Linked DNA regions of Mus musculus: region 1 is linked to region 2. Evidence: chromatin contacts called from public HiChIP or PLAC-seq data. All regions are on one chromosome and are shown on one strand. The core of a region is the stretch at or near the end of the contact, and the rest is flanking DNA. Distances in the headings are between cores, read along the strand shown.

Evidence for each region. HiChIP or PLAC-seq counts read pairs in DNA pulled down with a chosen protein or histone mark.
Region 1: an H3K27ac HiChIP or PLAC-seq map of embryonic stem cells shows a contact between it and region 2, with 10 times the contacts expected there. The contact joins two enhancer-like sites. A contact is called at or near these places in 5 of 39 promoter capture datasets (the 3T3-L1 cell line, the C10 cell line and liver) and 5 of 115 datasets of contacts at active chromatin or transcription factors (all in embryonic stem cells).

The regions. Positions count from the first base shown.
Region 1 is chr17:40,900,517-40,906,100 of GRCm38.p6, reverse strand. Glyatl3 (glycine-N-acyltransferase-like 3) reads left to right here. Exons shown (of 5, transcript NM_001145060.1): 5 at 934-1,360. The coding sequence ends at 1,360. Among named protein-coding and RNA genes, the nearest start is that of Glyatl3, 11 kb to the left of the region's middle. Within about 2 kb of position 1,695, at least 21 of the 459 cell types and tissues checked have an H3K27ac peak or open chromatin away from gene starts, as enhancers often do. A contact at or near this core is called in embryonic stem cells, where this site is marked.
Region 2 is chr17:40,492,037-40,497,924 of GRCm38.p6, reverse strand. No RefSeq gene overlaps it. Among named protein-coding and RNA genes, the nearest start is that of Esp8, 25 kb to the left of the region's middle. Within about 2 kb of position 2,239, at least 4 of the 459 cell types and tissues checked have an H3K27ac peak or open chromatin away from gene starts, as enhancers often do. A contact at or near this core is called in embryonic stem cells, where this site is marked.

The DNA of each region.
Region 1 (5,584 bases), core at 446-2,945, 410 kb before region 2:
TGGATAAAAGACTGGCCATTGCAAAAAGTAGCTAAGGGGAAAGTCTGGCAAAGTCAATTCTTCCAGAAAATGTTCATATGCATATTGACTTGTATTCATTTGTTAGCCTTGGCTATGCAAGGGAAGAAGGATCCTGAATGCTAGAATATCATTTAATAGCAAAATATTAGAGCTCAAAGGTTTCCAGTGCCTAAGACTTCACGAAGGTCTTTTAAGGACAACTCTAACTAATATAATAATAATAATAATAATAATAATAATAATAATAATAATAATGACAACTCTAGCTAATATAATAATAATAACATAAGCATGTATGTGTATGTTAACTGTATCTTAGCTTATTTGTGCAAGGCATGATTCAAGAATCTGACAGCACTCAAAAATCAAAGGACTCCAACACTCCACCATTCAGGTGATAGCAAGTGGGGCACTTGATTGGCAACAGCTAGCTATCTGCCTCCTTTGGGAGGAATTCAGGTCAGCTGCCTTCTTATAACTGGCTGAACCCTAAGTGTCTGCTATCCTTCTGTGTCAGTAGGTAAAAATCCAAACCTAAACTAACTTGTACTTCCTCTCCTAGAGAATGAAGATGTAGAAGCAGCCTTGGCCACACCTCAGTTCACAGAGTTGACTGACGAAAACAAGCAGACATAAAACTAAATTTGACAAGAGTGATTTATCTTTTAACTGGGAAGTGCTTAGGTTCTAAATTCTTGAAAATGCCAGACATAGTCTTGGATTTTTAATTTTAAATCATTAGAAAATGAGTACTTACTGGTAATCATGTAACTCTGATGGGTCCTCCTCCCCCCTCCTCCCCCCTCCTCCCCCCTCCTCCCCCCTCCTCCCCCCTCCTCCCCCTCCTCCCTCCTCCTCCCCCCCTCCCCCTCCTCCTCCTCCTCCTCCTCCTTTCCTGCCATTTTCTTGTAGAACCGGGCCAACCCCGAGACTGACCTACCTGAGTGTCTCAGATGCAGATCTTCTCAACCGGACTTGGTCACGAGGTGGCAACCAGCAGTGCCTGCGGTACTTGGCCAATCTCATCGCCTGCTTTCCCAGCGTGTGTGTGCGTGATGAGAAGGGAAACCCAGTATCCTGGGGTATCACAGATCAGTTTGCCACTATGTGTCACGGCTACACCCTGCCTGACCATCGCAGGAAAGGTTACAGCCGACTGGTGGCCCTCACGCTGGCCAGGAAGTTGCAAAGCCGGGGATTCCCTTCCCAGGGAAATGTCCTGGATGACAACCTGGCTTCCATAAACCTGCTGAAGAGTGTCCAAGCTGAGTTCTTGCCTTGTCGTTTCCACAGGCTTATTCTGACCCCTGCAGCTTTCTCAAGACAAGCTCACCTTTAGCTCGAAGAGATTCCAAGAATGATCTTACTTTCCCTTAATAGAAATCCCTTTTAGCTACCAGTGAGGTGGGAATTAAACCAAGAGAAGCCTGTGGGATTGAAAAGGGCCTGGAAAAGACATGCAAGATAACCACCCCCTCCACGCCCCCCCCCCGCCCCCGCCAACTGTTTGCATATCAGATTTCCATCACCAAGAACTTCAGGGGCTGGGATTGGGGGCTATGTAGCTTTGTCTCAGAATAGAGGGTGTAGATTCTGCTAGGAGTCACTGCAGGGAAGTATTCTTTAAACCCAGCCCTTGTTGCCCTAGTGTTCAAAGACCGCATGAAAATGAGTATTTTAATTTGGGGCCTTTGACCTCCTTCTCCATCCTCTCCAACTATCCATGCACCCCGGCCAGCTTCCCGCTGGAGGTTTTGTCACTTAACCTCTCAGCCATTTCCCCTTCAATGACTAGGTGTTGATGCAGACTGTGACTTTAAACTACAGTTCTTCCCGGGGAGCGTTCATTTGTTCCCACAGGTTCCTGTTTATCCGAGAGGAAAGGTTTCCGGCACAGATGTTCCAGCACAGACTCATCCCTCACAGCCCCCCCCCCCCCCCACTCCACCGCCCCATCCCCCACCCCGGATGGAATGAGCACCTGGTGGGAACTGAGAATTTGCATTTCCCAATTTTTCCTTCTCATTTGCCTTGGCTTCATGAACAACTGCCATCAGAAGGCCAGACCTGACCCAGTTCGCTGTTCCAGCCACCTGGATTACAATCTGCTTTTTCATAAACATCTGAAATTCACACAGGCGTGTGAACAAGGTTATAAAAAATATCATATAAAATATATGACATATATTTTCTATAGGCATATGTTTATGATCCTAGAAAATCTATTACATTCAATTTTAATCTTATTACATTGAAGAAATCTGAGATCTAGAGACAATAAAGACTTCAAGATTACATTCAATATGATCAGTACTGGAAAGCCAGAACTTTTGATTTTAGTTCTTAAATAATTAAATTAATGCTTTATTTCATTTTATTGTTGTGTTTCTTCTTTTTGAGGTTATTGGTGTCTGTGTGTAAGTCAGAAGATAACGTGTAGCTGGGCAGTGGTGGCGCAGGCCTTTAATCCCAGGACTTGGCAGGCAAAAAAAAAAAAAAAAGGAAGAAGATAATGTGTACGGTTGGTTTTCTGTTTCCACTGTGTGGATCTCAGAGATCAAACTGCAGCTGTCAGACTCAGTGGCCAGCACCCTTTACCTGATAAGTCATCTCACTGTTATCATTGCTTTCCGTTTACTTTCCATTGGTCTGGGTATATGTGTTTTTCAATATCCATAAAGAAAAAGGAAAACAGTATGATAAGAGCAGACAAAAATGCAATGCTGAATTTATGTAGACTCACTAAAGTGAACTTTGTTGTATACAAATTTCTGCTTCCCTATCCCATGGAACTTACAAAATCGTAACAAAAAAATAAGTCAAAATCCATTGGGGGGGGGGGCTTTTTTTGGTGTTTACTCTGAGAAAGGAGACAAAGTGGTTGATGTGTGGCAAAATTGAATAACAAGTAAGACTTCTTGAGGGTGGATTTATTCTTAGGTCATCCTTAGCTATTGGTTACCTAGAAACTCATCCTTGGTACCAGAGGGAAGTAAGAGGAGCCCATAAGTCTCTTGGGAGAACATGGTCTAATATCTGCCCTTGAGATGCTCATTATCTTTAGCCCTGACTCAACATGAGAAGTACCTGCCTCATTCTTGGTGGTAAAATTATTGCTTTGTTTCTTCTAATAATAATTGACCTACCACTTATTTTTTTTAATTGGGTATTTATTTCATTTACATTTCCAATGCTATCCCAAAAGTGACCTACCATTTATTAAGCATTTAACTATATACTGATAAGTACACCAATGTGTGTATATAATGTAATCTTTGGAACAGATAAACTCTTCTCTTATAAAAGTTCTCAGTGATGTATTCACTCTCAAAAAATTATTCATGGTGTAAATGGCAAAGTTATGACCATAGCCTAAATCTGTTCATTTCAAATTGTACATTTACCCAGTTATTAATTGTTATATTTTTAAATTAAAATATAATCATATCATTTCCCCCTTTCCCTTTATTTCCCCTAACCCTTCCAGTGTAGCCTGAACTCTCAAATCCATGGTCTCTTTTGCTTAAATTTTATTCACTCACAGACACACACATACATTTCTAAATATATAAATACAACCTGTTCAGTTCCTATAATGCTACCAATATGTATATGATTTTAAGGCTGGTAGTTTAGTATTGGATAACCAATTGGGGGCGCTCTTCCCTGAAGACTATTTCCCCCACTCTCAGCATTTCTTGTTTTCCTACAGTTGTTTGTCTAAGCGTGGGGACCCATGAGATCCCCTTCCCCCCAAGCTAGCATGTCTGCTGATGCTGTCCTTGTTCAGATCTTTTTGTAGGCATCCATGTTGGTGAGACTTCATGGGTGTAGCTTCTCTGCACTAGTCATTCTATCTTAGATGGAACCCAGATGAATACAGTTGTTCAACTTTCAACCCTGTTTCAATCATATTTAAGGAATGTGTGAATGTATGGAGAATTACCTGGAGGAAGGACAGGGTGGGGCAGGACTGGTAGCTTATAGGCCTTTATTTTCTCACTTAAAGAATTTCTTGAGCACTGATTCATGTGGGCCCATTGGAAACTAAAGCAGGGTGAAAGCAGGCGTCTCTGCTTTCCTTTGTAGGTCTCCTTGACTTTGAGTCAGCGAGCAGCTGAACTCTGCATAGTCATGTTAACCACTCAAGGACAGTCAGCGAAAACACCTGTGAATACTCAATCTAGCTCTTCACTCAAGAAGGCTAAAGGCATAATGATAGGCGTTTTATTCTCAAAAAAAAAAAAAAAAAAAAAAAAGAATTTCTTCTAGGAGCTGGAGAGAAATAGCTCAGCAGTTAAGAGCACCACTTCTGCCAGAGGTCCTGAGTTCGATTCCTAGAAACAATGTGATGGCTTACAACCATCTATAAGGAGTTCTAATGCCCTCCTCTGGCATGTAGGCATACATGGGGCTACAGCACTCATATACATAAAATAAATTAAAAAGAATTCTTCTGTGTAATATAAACTAGAGCAGGGTTTTAAAATGGAGTGCTGTAGGGGGAATAGCGCGGCACGTGGCAGCCTCTGAATAAACTAGCCTTTAAATAAATTAGGTCCTCTGTAGAAGGACCTACCTGTTAACGCAGACAATGCAGGCCAATCTGGAACTGCAGTTTAGAAGAGATGCTTTCTTGGGACCAATGGGACGTGATGGAGGGTATTAAAGGAGTTTGCAACAGCACCAGATGAGCTTGCTGTGGTTTTTCTTACCTGCTCCCAGAGTCTATGCCATTGATTCCTTGCCACCTCATCCCCAAACCCAAAGAGCAAGTAGGGACCGGTAGTGGGCAGTCCAGGGCACAGGCAGCAGAGTGTCGATCTGTTTAGTTGTTACGTGGAAGGCTATACAATAAACAAGGGACAATAGTGACTTGGAGTTGGATGTTGACAAAGCTGAGCCTGAAAATTGAAGAGTTACCTGAGCTACTACTACAGAGGACATGTTAAGACTGAGTTTAGAGGCAGTGAGGTATAGTGACTGATAAAAGACCTTCTCTAGCACTATATGAACTGGGTGCTGCTATGTTTCAGAGACTAGAAACAATGGCTGGGCAGGGGGCAGCTAGGAGGAAGGCAAATGTTTGTGTGGTCTTAGACTGAAGTTTTCAAATAGGAAATGGTAGGTGTCACATTGACTGTTAAGTCTTAAGCTCAGAGAAGACCAGGACACAAATGTATCATTTGTGATAGAGTCATCTGCACACAGCAGAAATAAGCTACCCATTTCACTAAAACTGCTTAGAACAAGACCTTGAATAAATTGTGTTAGAGGCGAATGAAAGCAGAAGCCGGAGCTCGGCAATGGGAAAAGGAAATGAGAAATGTCAAGAGATGACCACCAGAGAAAAATAATTCCAAGATTATAGGTAGATGATTCTGCCTATGTAAAGTCTGAAAAAAATAACCAGGGAAAAGTAATCTTTAGCTTCTGAATTCAGAAATATGCTATACCTCAGAAGGGCCGGGTTTCTGTGCGTGTCAGGGTATTTCCTGGATAGGTTTGACTCTATGAAAATCCATCAAATTTCAACACAAACACTTCTGTTTTATTCTTACAA
Region 2 (5,888 bases), core at 990-3,489:
TTTCTTTCTCTTTTTTGTGTGTATGTGTGTGTGTGTGTGTGTGTGTGTGTGTACAGATTTTCTTTTAGGTTCTGCTTCTTGCTCATCAGAATATTTAAGAGACTGAAATAGGACAGTAGCCCTGAGTAATTTCTCAGCATCTTCTTGGTGTGTCAGTGAACCACTATTTTTGTTTGTTTGTTTGTTTGTTTTTATACTTTATTCAGGGATTTTTTCTTTGTCTCGTAAATAAAAATATTGGGAGAAAAGATTTTCCCCTTTCTCTAAAATTTTTGTCTAGTACTTTAAGTCACAGTTTGCTTTCTCCATTCTAACTGTATTTAGTAATACTTGGGCATTTTCTCTAGCCTTTCTTATTATCCGTTTTATGCAATTGTCTCTTGCCTTTTAGTGTTTTTCATATGTGGATTTTATGATTTCTTTTCAGATTTATGATGATGTTGTACAGTATTGCTTGCTCTTATTTTGCCATTTTTTTCAACAAGTATTTTGGAAAGGAAGACTACTTATCTTGACATTATCAGGTAATCTGGATAATCCATAGACACGTGATTCAGATATGATTATTCATTGTTATGATATGAAATGTCTATGGACAAATACAACAGAAGAAAATAGCCATTAAGCAGGGGAGGTAGAACTTATGGACAATTCTGATAACTAAAAATATTTTGCAGGAAGTAAATAAAATATATTGATTGAGCTAAGAAAATCTATAATTATGGTTATTTCATTTCAAAATATTATTATTTTAGAGTTTTCCTAGATATTAAGGAAATTTAAAGACATTACATCAAGATTCAAAATACTCTTCATTTTTGATAGCTTATTCTGTTATATGTTCTCAGTTTAGCTTAGCACATTTTGTCCTATTGATCTTGCCCTGTGTCTGTATTTCTCTCTCTCTCTCTCTCTCTCTCTCTCTCTCTCTCTCTCTCTCTCCCCCCCTCTTTCTTTCTTTCTTTCTTTCTTTCTTTCTTTCTTTCTTTCTTTCTTTCTTATTTTTTATTTCTTTTTACTTATGCACTTTTTATCTTGCTCACTATCCCCCTCCAGGTGACCTCTTCCCACAGTCCTTCCCTCATCATCCTGCCCCTTGTCCTTGGAGCAGATGGGAACCCCTATGGGTATGGCTAGGCACATGCTTTCCCACTTAGGTCAGACAAGGCATCCCAGATAGAACTTATCCCATAAACAGGCAACAGCTTTTGGGATAGCCCCTGTCCCAGTTGTTTGTAACTCATAGGATGATCAAGCAGCATGTCTGCTACGTATGTGCTGGGAAGTCTATATCCAGTCCTTGTATGTTTTTTGGTTGGTGTTTTAGACTCTGAGAGCCCAAGGGTCTAGGTTAGTTGATTTTGTTGTTCTTCCTGTTGAATTCCTATCCCCCAAGAGGCCACAATCCTTCTTCCTATTCTTCCATAAGAGTTCCCATGCTCCATCCATTGTTTCTCTGTTGGTGTCTGCATCAGTCTGACTCAGATGGTGGGTGGAGATTCTCAGAAAACAGCCACGACAGATTCCTGTCTGCAAGCATAACAGAGTATCATTAATAGTGTCAGGGATTAGTGTTTGCCCATGGGATGGATCTCAAGTTGGGCTAGTTATTGGTTGACCTTTCCCTCAGTCTCTATTATATCCACTGTCCCTTCATTTCTTGTAGACAGGATAAATTTTTGGTTAAATGTTTTGTGGGTTGCCTTCATTCTTGTCTGCAGAAAGAGAGGCCTTCAAGTTCCATATCCACAATGCTGTGAATCACAGCTAAGGTCACTTCCATAGATTCTTGGGCCCCTACCATATCCCATATGCCTGGTCTCTCGCTCTTTCTGGAGATGCCTTTTGCTACATCCAGTGTAGTCTGCTTGGTAGGCCTAAAGCCTGAAAGCAGTCATGAAGCAAAGAGTTTCACGGAAACAGCCTCCTGGAACCTTGGCATTCCAATAGACTGTATACTCAAACCCTGTCCCCGAGTTAGTCTGGTGTATGGATCCATGTGCTCCCTATCAGTATTGTTTTATTTTAAGTGCCTTTAAGGATTGATTTTGACATAGCTAAGCCTCCACCAGTGTTTCAGTGGTTCCTAGAAAATCCTTGAAGCTGACCCTGAGCTTGGAATTCAGTTAGAATGTTACCTATTCAGTAACATTCAAATTCACTTCTAGTAGAAACAGTGAAACTAACTAGGCATTACAAAGAACAGAGCTAGAAAAGCTCAGGGCTAGTGTGCATAGTAATTACGTAGGACAATAGCAGAGTCACACCCAAACACAGGAATACAAAATGGTCTAGCAAATAGGTGGGTTTTCACATGAAAGTATTAGTGGAAGGGAATTTCCCTGGTACAAGTTTCTTCACTAGGCCCAGAGGAATAGCATAATCAGGTATTTACTAAAGAAGCCCTGGTGGAGGGTTTAACAATAGACTAGCATTGCATCAGAGCATTCACCTGGCTCCATTTTAAGTGGTAAATGTGGCCTGGTCCCCGCCATCTTTTTATGTATGCATTCTTTTTTGTTTTGTGTCAATTTAACTTGGCGGATGTGTTCACCTGGATTTTCTTGGTTTTCTTCTGTATTAAAAGTCTGGCGTTCCTATGGACAAAATACATTCAGATCCAGCACACTCTTTCATGCCTGCGTCTGTCTGTCAATTCTCGCTGACTCCATGCACAGCTGCCGGAACCCCTGATTCCCATAGATTGAGAGGGGCTGATTGGCCATGGCAGAATGGCACCCGAACAGGGACACCTGGACAGGTAAGACTTTATCACTTTCTTCTTTTTCTTCTCTACTTCTCAGGCATGAATAGGGTCTCGTTTCCGTGCTGCAGACCGACTGATAAAGGCTAATCAGTTTAAGGACGAGAAAGTTTCTTATCATGGGGCAATCGGAATTGAAAAGGAAATGGGTGTTTCTGTAGGTCTTTAGGCACATGCTGTCTGGCCAAAGCCTAAAGGTCTTGGATAAATCCTTAAAATAATTGGCTTGGGAAAATGAGAATACCTTGTGCCAAGACCTGATCAGACCAATCTGTAAGACAGGTTCCCTACAAGATTATATGAAAGCGTGTGTAGATGCCTCACCAGCCATAGTAAAGGCCTACACTGTAGTGATGAAGGGACAGAAACTCAGCACCAATTTTAAGAAAACCTGTGAGACTGAAAAGCGTTCTCAGAGAAATGAAAGTTGTGTGTTTCAGTTGTAAAAAAAACAAGGACACCTGAGGAAGGATTGTAAGAATCCCTTGGGAAACAAGAAGGGCCTTTCTCCAGGTCTCTGCCCACGCTGTGGTGGAGAGAACCTTGGAGGAATGATTGTAAATCAAAGTCCCATAAAGATGGGACTCCACTCACTAAAGAAGCAGGTCAGACAAAAAACTAAAGGGTCAGTCTCTTAGCCTCATTCAGGAACTGTGGACCTCGTTATAGGGCACAGCCCCAGTTCTAAGAAAAACTTCAAGTTGTGGATTCTGATACTTTAGGCAAAATTAAAAGTTATGGTTAAATTATAAATAGAGACTTCATAAAGGTCAAACTATAGCTCAATTCTCACTGTTACCTTATTTACAACTTCCCAATCCTACATTGTTCCAAAAATTCGTAGATAAGGCTTTATTGGATGTTAGGAAATCGTTTCCTCAAACATATATAATTCATTTTGTGTGATGGTGTTTTTGTTGGTTACAGAAGGTGGAGAGCGGGCAGAGCAGGTTTTGCAGATGGCTGTAAAATGTTTGACCAAGTGTGGCTGATGGTGGCTTCAAAAAAGATTCAGCATGGTAAACTTTTAGGCTATTTGAGACATTTAGTGTATAAAGATTATGTGTTTTCTCAGAGAATTGCTCTCAGATTAAATAAATTGAAAGTTTTGGGTGCTTGCCAGAAGCTGTTAGAGAATTTAGGATTTTAATCTTGTTTTGACACATGCCTCTTTAAAGAGGAGAGGGGAGAGGGGAGAGGGGAGAGGGGAGAGGGGAGAGGGGAGAGGGGAGAGGGGAGAGGGGACAGGGGAGAGGGGAGAGGGGAGAGGGGAGAGGGGAGAGGGGAGAGGGGAGAGGGGAGAGGGGAGAGGGGAAAATGGAAAATGGATTTTGGAACTCTCCCAGGGACAGAGAGAAATCGGGAGACGTCCTGCTAACTCTCTCTGGCCCCTACAGGAGAAGTTCTCTACCCTCTTTGTATTGTCTATGTCTGGTGCACCAATCTGTCCACATGTCAATTCATGTATGTTTTTTGTTTCATTGTCTGAATGACTGACTGTACTGTTTCATGTTGGAAAAAAATGGTAAAAACTCTATCTGCTGATTCAGTCTCAGTTTGCACAATGGAGCCTGAGAGTGGCCCACACTTTAGCCAAGAATCAAGCACAGCAGGAGAGTTCCTGTTGAAAAACTGTTTTTAAAAAAGGAGCCTGCAACCTCTTAGTTCAAAAGCAAATAAACTGATAGTTGTTTTTTTCCAAGAAAATTCTCTGCAATGGTGATTATTGTGTTTAGCAAATGACAAAGTGCCATCATCAACTTCTTAAATGGCAAACCTCTTCCTCTTACACTACAGCTAAGCTTTGTCCATTTTTGGTTGGGAATTCAGAATTGATAGCATTCATTTTATTCACCTTACTTTGCAAGATCTTTCTGACTTTTTCACTGTTCACAAAGTTGTAAACTGGAGCATACGCAGATTATAAAATCCCAGTACTTTATAATCATCTTAACATTTCTCTATTTATGCCATTCTGTGCTTGGACAACCAAAGCTCATATGCATTTCACAATGCAGAAAAAAAAATCAGTTTTTCCATCTCTGAGAATTATCAATATATCAACAATTCCAACATCATTCAATGGTCCAAGTCTCTTTTAGGACACAAGGAAAATTCATAGTTTTAAACCCTTGAATATTTTATTGTAAATGTAATATACTTACTCAACAATATACCACTTACAAAATACACCTGTTTCAAAAATTAGAAATAATAAAATAAGTAGTAACCACACCAAATAAACACCAAAGTCTATATATAAAATCTTCCATTTTGTAGCTCAGTAGTTAGTACCCAATGTTTATATTGCTTAGATCTATGGACTAGGAACCATGAAGGGGATCAAGAGTGGGAAGGTCAATAGTAAGATAAAAGAAAAATAGGATTGGAGAGGAAATGGTAGTGGGGAGAGACAGCTAGACTTGAAAGGAATTTGAGGGTAAATATGGAAACCTAGTGTGAAAACTTCCTAAAATATCTGAAGGCAGTCCTATTGAAGTCATCAAATAGTGATGTTAACTGTTGGTTTTGTACTGTTACCGATTAACACAGTTTGTATTTATTTTTGAGCATGATTGTTGATTTTTTTCTACACATTAGACACAAATTATATATATATTATATATATTAAGTAATTATTACTGCAACGTTAGAAAATGAAAGTAGATGAAATTATAAAAATCTGGCCCTGTCTTTCCATCAATTTTACATTTGATCATTTTCCTAGGTACATAAAGAATATTCTACATAATGTGATAGCCCAGCTGGAAATCTTCAAACCAATAAAGCTCATGTTAAAAACAAGGATGCAGGAACACAGAAATAAATAATAAAATTTAAAAAGTGAATGTTAAAATATGACAAATTGGAAGGACTCATTACTTTGATTTGAGTGGAATATATTTGAGTTGGTATATCCTCTCCTAGGATCCCAGGAAGTCCAATGTTGTTGCCCTTTTGTCTCCCTTAAGTAGAATTCTCTAGGATTTTGAAAGGTCAAATGTTGTCTCATTCTTATATTCTCTGTATCTGATAATGAGTCACAAACTTCAGCCATTTTTCCATTGATTTTAGGACAGATTCAATCTAGTCTCTACAATTTCTTGTTAATCTCAACTGAAAA